2 separate regions of the Mus musculus genome follow, and region 2 is linked to region 1. Evidence: chromatin contacts called from public Hi-C data. All regions are on one chromosome and are shown on one strand. The core of a region is the stretch at or near the end of the contact, and the rest is flanking DNA. Distances in the headings are between cores, read along the strand shown. Region 1 holds the start of 9530053A07Rik (RIKEN cDNA 9530053A07 gene). Region 2 has its middle 29 kb from the start of Dyrk1b.

Region 1 (3,143 bases), core at 408-2,907:
AAAGATGGAGTCTTTAGCAAAATGGAGACAACTGTCGTAGAGGTGACCTTAGTAGAAGTCCTAGCTCAAGCGTCCACCACTGGGCCATTGGAGAGATTATGTTCAGTGCTCTGGCTACGGTGTCCTGTGATATGGGTCTGACAATCACAGTTTCTCCACAGACATTTGAGGGAGACATTGGCATATTTTAACAAGTTAAAGCATAGATTGCTTATAACTGAGCCTATATAATTAATTGCTGTTCCCAGGCTGTGAATTCTGCAGGAAGGCCGTGAGGAATTCTTCCCCACCAGTATTCCTGGGGTCTTCTGTGGCCTCCCGGGTCAACCCTGAAGAAAACGCAGTTGTGGGTCCAGCTACCTAGTTCCTCCCCGTTACAAACCCAGCCCCTGGGCCTTCCTGAGCACCAGTTGAAGTAATTCTCCCTATGCTTCCATGTCCTTCCTAACGTATGCAGCATCCACCTCCGAGCCTTCCTGGCTTTGGCTGCCCCAAAGCCTGAGCACCTTGTACAGGGCTCTTGAACTCAGACACTGCAGGGTCAGACGAGGGACAGAACGGTGTGAGACAGTCCAGGTGGTGACTGTAGATGCCAAAGCAGCATACTCACCTCGAGTAAGGTGCCACTGTTTTTGTTTTTGTTTTTTTTTTTTTTTTTTTTTTGCTGACTGCACTTATGGTTTAGTAACTAAGTATCCCTGGCTGATCTAGAACTCACTCTGTAGATTAGACTGGCCTCAAATGCACAGAGATCCACCTTCCTCTGCCTCCTGGATGCTGGGATAAAACAGCAGCTTGCACCACCATGCCTGGCTGTGGTGATTTATTTTTGATGCTACATTTTCTACTTTTCTGATGAAACTGGTTGGTTAGCCGACTCTTTACATGAAGTCTGAGACCCCACACCCCCTTTAAAGTCCTGTGAGAGCATACACTCTGACCGGATTCAGTTGCTGGTATGATTCCTGTTTTAATAGATCTTGGTGCAAGATGATGAAGGGAAGTTGAGGATCATGGAAGTTTAGACAGAATCACGTAACAATCGAAGCAGGTAGACTCTCAACACTCCAAACATGGAGTGGGGGCTCCCACCTCATTTCTTGCATGTTCTCACTTCCACTGCAGCCTGGGAGGGGCTGGGACAGGGTTTATGAAAGGTTTACAAATGAAAGATGCCGACCCAGGCAGGTCAGTTTCCCATGGTCCAAGGCCCCAGGACGTGGATGAGGTTCAATCTGACTTACCCCATAGGAGGGTTGCTCCAGCCCAGAGTGCCCAACAGCTCCACAGGGATCCCATATCTGCAGCAGGGAGAGATGGAGGCTCAGATAAGGCTGTCCTACTGTCCTGTTGGAGACTGTCATGGAGATCACAAAAGGGGGCAGACCCAGCATAGTGGGTACTTGGAGGCAAGGAAGGCTGGGGTAGGGACAGAAGTTGGGTGGATAGGACCAGGTGTGAGCAGGCTGTGGGGAGCTGTCCAGTGTAGCAGGGAGTGAGCTAGAGGTTTTGAATCCAGGGAAATGGGTGGGAGAACTGGATATTCAGATGCCTTGAGGGGAAAGATAGGAGGTCTAGAAAGAAAGGCAAGAGAGGACAGTATCCATCCTACTTCCGTAGAGAGCCCCATCTCTTCTCACCTGCAGGTCCCGGAGCTGCGGGAACAGGCTGGGGACTGAGCTATATAGTCCCGTTTCTTGTTCCCTCGGGCCACACCATTGGCCATCTTCCAGGCAGATGGTGCCAGCTTCCTGGAGGAGGCTGCTGATATCAGGCCAGAGGGAATAGTGAGTCCTGAAGTCTTGTGAAGGGCAAAGGATAAGTCTACAGCCTGTGTTCTGAGATGACTGTGAGATCAGATGGTGGCTGCACCCCAGGAGCTATGGAAAACTCTGGTCTTGAAAGAGTGCTGTCTTTAGAGGGACAGCTGGAGAGTAGTGTGCCAGTGGACTGGGTTCCCTGAGCAAGGTAATGGGGATCGGAGGGTGATGTAGCATTGGTTATGTTTGTTGGCTTCCTGGCCAGATTCCGATCTTTAGTCCTTACTTATAACAATATCTAAAGGTCCATATCCGGGTTCTGGCTCCTTACAGTCCCCATGGGCTGATCCCTGGTCCGAAGCCACCCACATCTTGTTTCTAAATACCAGTGAGTATAGTTTTCTAGGGATGTATAGTCTGAGGCCCTGGCTTTGAGTCTTGTGTAGGGCATGATGTTCCAATCTCAGAAAATTATTTGGTTTGGTATTTGAGATATCCCCTAACCCATCTCTCTCCATGAAGAAGGGACTGGCTAATCTTGGGGTGAATATATGCCTTCCTCTCACCTAATCGAGAATTTTCTTAAGATATGATATGGAACATCAGGGTGCAGAAAAAGTAGCAGAGGGAATTTGAGCTTTCTGGGATATAGTCAGTGACTCCCAAAAGGCCAGTACAAACCATGACATTATTGGTTGAATCTGAAATGTCTTCCCAGGCTATTGTATTTTAACATGTGGTTGTCAGTAACCAGTAACTTTGTGAAGTTGTGGAATAGGAGGTTTCGGACATAAGGCCTCATAAATAGAAGCAAGCTACTAGGGTCAAGCCTCGCAGGTTATACATGTCCCTGCTTCTGTCCTGCTCTGATTCTTGCTTGCTTGAGGTGACCAGCCACCCATGCTCCTGCTTTGGAGGGAGTCACTCCAGCCATGATGCCCCATGATAGACTGTACTCCCTCAAACCATGAGCCAAAAGAATTTCTTCTCTCATTACTTCTCTCAGGTGTTTTATCACAACAAAGATAAATGTTACAGATACAGAAAATTGGTCCAGAGAAGATCAGGTTTTAGTGTAATTAAACCTGACCATGTGGTTCTTGTGCTTGTGGAAGGATTTTGGGGGTGGTAGCTGAGCATATAGGGCTAATGTGATGGAAAAATTTGAAGTTGGCCAAAATGCCAATAGAAATGTGGACAATAGAGACTTGGGACAATAGAGACAATTGGGAATTGGGGTAAAGGCTATTTATGCTCCATTCTGGTAAAGACCCTTGCTACATGCTGCCCAAGAAAAATCGAGTTGAGGTTGAATCTCAAAGTAATGGAGTGATTTGGTAGAGGAATTATCACCGGCTGCTTCTAGCCAGGTATAAAAGGAGA
Region 2 (3,143 bases), core at 350-2,849, 80 kb before region 1:
TGTAGGATTATATGTGTGAGCCACCGTACATTTTCTGCTCACTTTTCTCTGTCCACTACTGGCGCTCCCACAAAGAGAATTTGTAATTCATATGAATGGATTTGTTCATTTTTTTCATATTCTTTTCTCTCTCTGTTCTTTATACTACATAATTGCTACCTTGAAGTTTGAATAACACTTTCCTGTTATTTTTGGATCGACTGTTGCTTCTCTAGGAAACTTGTGTGCTGGCTAAAGAAGCTCCATTTTAGGCTAGGTATCCATCTTGGTATTCAGTAGCCATTTGTCTCCGACTCCAGTCCCTGGAAGTTAAGTTCCCATAACTCTGTGATGCTCGCCCAAAGTGTACAGCCATGGCGAGCTGCTCATCATGATATGACTGACTGCTTTGTTTTGCTTCTGTAACTTCCTTACACAGATACCAAAGATTGTTCTGAGTCGCCTTAAGCGCTCAACTTTGTAGAATTGAACAGTTTTTTGCTTGCTTGTGTAGATATTGAAGGTCTGCATGTGGCTTTCCCCTTATTTATTTATTTTTAAGATTTATTTATTTTATCTTATGTATGCGAGTACACTGTAGCTGTACAGATGGTTGTGAGCCTTCATGTGGTTGTTGGGAACTGAATTTTTTTTTAGAAACTTTGCTCACTCCGGTTATTCCCACCTACTCAGTCCCTGCTTGCTCTGGCCCAAGGATTGATTTATTATACATAAGTATAATAAATTAATATAATAAAAGGATTGATATTATATATAAGTACACTGTAGCTGTCTTCAGACACTCCAGAAGAGGGCGTCAGATCTCATTACCAGTGGTTGTGAGCCACCATGTGGTTGCTGGGATTTGAACTCCAGACCTTCGGAAGAGCAGTCAGTGCTCTTACCCACCGAGCCATCTCGCCAGCCCAGCCTTCCCCTTTAAAAATCCTTCTCCACCTCCTATGTTTTTGCAGTTAGTCGAAAAATCTTAGCCCGGCATGGTGGCGCACACCTTTAATCTCAGCACTCAGGAGGCAGAGGCAGGCGGATTTCTGAGTTTGAGGCCAGCCTAAAATCTTTTAATTATAATGGACTGTGTCTCTGGTCTTTTCCCAGGGCTCACAAACTTGGACTTGACTCTGTTTTATTTTTTGAGCCCCACGTTTGCACATTTGTTCTATTTTTAACATTTTATATATTTTTTTAAGATTTGTTTTGTTTGGGTGTGTGTGCGCGTGCGTGCACGTGAGTGCACATGTGTGACTATGTGTATCTGAATACAGATACTCACGGAGGCCAGGGACATCAGATCCCCTGAAGTTAGGTTCTGAGTAGTGAGCTTCTCCGTGTGGGCCCTGGGAACTTCAGCTCTGCAAGAGCAATGTGCACAATCTCTAGCCCTGAGCAGGACACACTCTTAGCTGCTCGACCGTCTTTCCAGCCTCTTTAAAGGTTTGTCTTATCGTCAATTATGGGAAGTGGAGGTTTCTGGTTTCTTTGGAGATTCAGTTGTGTCACGTGGTGTTTCTTCTGGCGCTGTTGTGTGAGAGAATGTTTTGCTGAAGCAGATGCTTGAGAGAGCGCATGACGTTTGGAAAGAGTGTAAGTAGAACCCACAGTGAGAGCATGCGCAGTTCCGTTGCAACACCGCATGCGCAATGCTTTGCTGCTCCTCGCTGCTCTTCACTTTGGAGAGAGAAAAGCGCCAAAGAACTTCTCATGAGTGATTTCTTGCTGCTTCCGCTGACTCCCGCCGATTCGGTGGCTGGATCTGCTGGATCGAGTCACTGCTACTCATTCGTGTTTGGTGTTTGGGCTGGACTGCTGATAACCTGACCACAAAGATTGGAATCACCCCAAAGAACTACTTCTAATCAGGTCCACAGCCCCCGTTTCCTAGCAACCTCTTTCTCCTCTAACCTCTGGTTGGGGTGCTAGAGGGCAGGTTGAAGTGTTTAAGAACCATAAATAAAATAGGTTTAGGAAAATCTAAGCCTACAAATTTTATGTGTCTCCTGGCTTGTCTCTATGTGGAGATGTGCAAGTAAGCACAGGCATTTGAAAATGCCCGAGGGTGTTGGATCCCCTGGCACTGCGGTTACAGTGCTGTCACCCATGCGAGTGTTGGAAACTGCACGTGGGTTCCGTGGTAAAGCAGTCTGCACTTTGAGTTTCTAGGCAGTCTCTCCAGGTCCCCATCTGTTCTATTTCCTAATGTTTCTTTATTGTTACTCTGGACTTGATCACATTTTCTTTTTACTATTTTATCCATTTAAAGAACCTTAAACACTGTTTAAGATGTACAGCTATTCTGGAACTCAATCTGGCTGTTTCTCAGAAAACTGGAAATAGTTCTACCCGAACACCCAGCTATATAGCTCCTGGGCACATACTCAAAAGATGCTCTACCATACCACAAGGACAGGTGCTCCACTATGTTCATAGCAGCTTTACTCATAAATGCCAGAAACTGGAGACAAGTCAGATTTCCCTCAACTGAAGAACGAATAAAGCAAATGTGGATCTTTTACATAATGGAATACTATTGAGTGATTAAAAACAAGGACATCAGGCTGTTGAGATGGCTCAGCGGTTAAGAGCACTGACTGCTCTTCCATAGGTCCTGAGTTTAATTCCCAGCAACCACATGGTGGCTCACAACAATTTGTAATGAGATCTGACACCTTCTTCTGGCACTTCCGAAAACAGCTACAGTGCACTTATGTATAGTAATAAATAAATCTTGTGTCAGAGTGAGCAGGGCTGACCGGTGCGAGCAGAGGTCCTAAAAATTCAATTCCTGTCCGGGCAGTGGTAGCGCACACCTTTGATCCCAGCACTTGAGAGGCAGAGGCAGGTGGATTTCTGAGTTTGAGGCCAGCCTGGTCTACACAGTGAGTTCTAGGACAGCCAGGGCTATACAGAGAAACCCTGTCTCGAAAAAAAAAAAATCAATTCCCAACAATCACAGGAAGGCTTACAACCATCTCTTCAGCTACCCATATACATAAAATAAATAAATCTTTAAAAATAAAACCAAAAAATAAAAATTTTGCAGGCAAATGGATGGAACTAGAAAATATCATCCTAAGTGAGGTAACCCAGACCCAAAAGGACAGGTGTGGTGTTGAGGCCTGCCCACCCTAGCATAGCTGTAGCCATTT

Evidence for each region. A called contact is a pair of places that touch in the nucleus more often than the background predicts.
Region 2: a contact with region 1 is called in a Hi-C map of embryonic stem cells, with 1.4 times the contacts expected there. The contact joins the enhancer-like site here to the promoter of 9530053A07Rik in region 1. A contact is called at or near these places in 6 of 39 promoter capture datasets (embryonic stem cells, hippocampal neurons, liver and 1 more), 1 of 15 datasets of contacts at CTCF or cohesin (pro-B cells), 16 of 484 Hi-C or Micro-C datasets (the AML12 cell line, B cells, the G1E-ER4 cell line and 8 more), 2 of 115 datasets of contacts at active chromatin or transcription factors (both in embryonic stem cells) and 3 of 9 other capture datasets (adipose tissue, liver and pancreatic islet).

Annotation. Positions count from the first base shown.
Region 1 is chr7:28,127,980-28,131,122 of GRCm38.p6, reverse strand. 9530053A07Rik (RIKEN cDNA 9530053A07 gene) reads right to left here and starts at 1,657. Exons shown (of 20, transcript NM_001164655.1): 1 at 1,641-1,657; 2 at 1,245-1,301. The coding sequence starts at 1,299. It also overlaps the pseudogene Gm21925.
Region 2 is chr7:28,207,542-28,210,684 of GRCm38.p6, reverse strand. No RefSeq gene overlaps it. Among named protein-coding and RNA genes, the nearest start is that of Dyrk1b, 29 kb to the right of the region's middle. Within about 2 kb of position 1,599, at least 154 of the 459 cell types and tissues checked have an H3K27ac peak or open chromatin away from gene starts, as enhancers often do. A contact at or near this core is called in the G1E-ER4 cell line, the P5424 cell line, adipose tissue and 5 more, where this site is marked.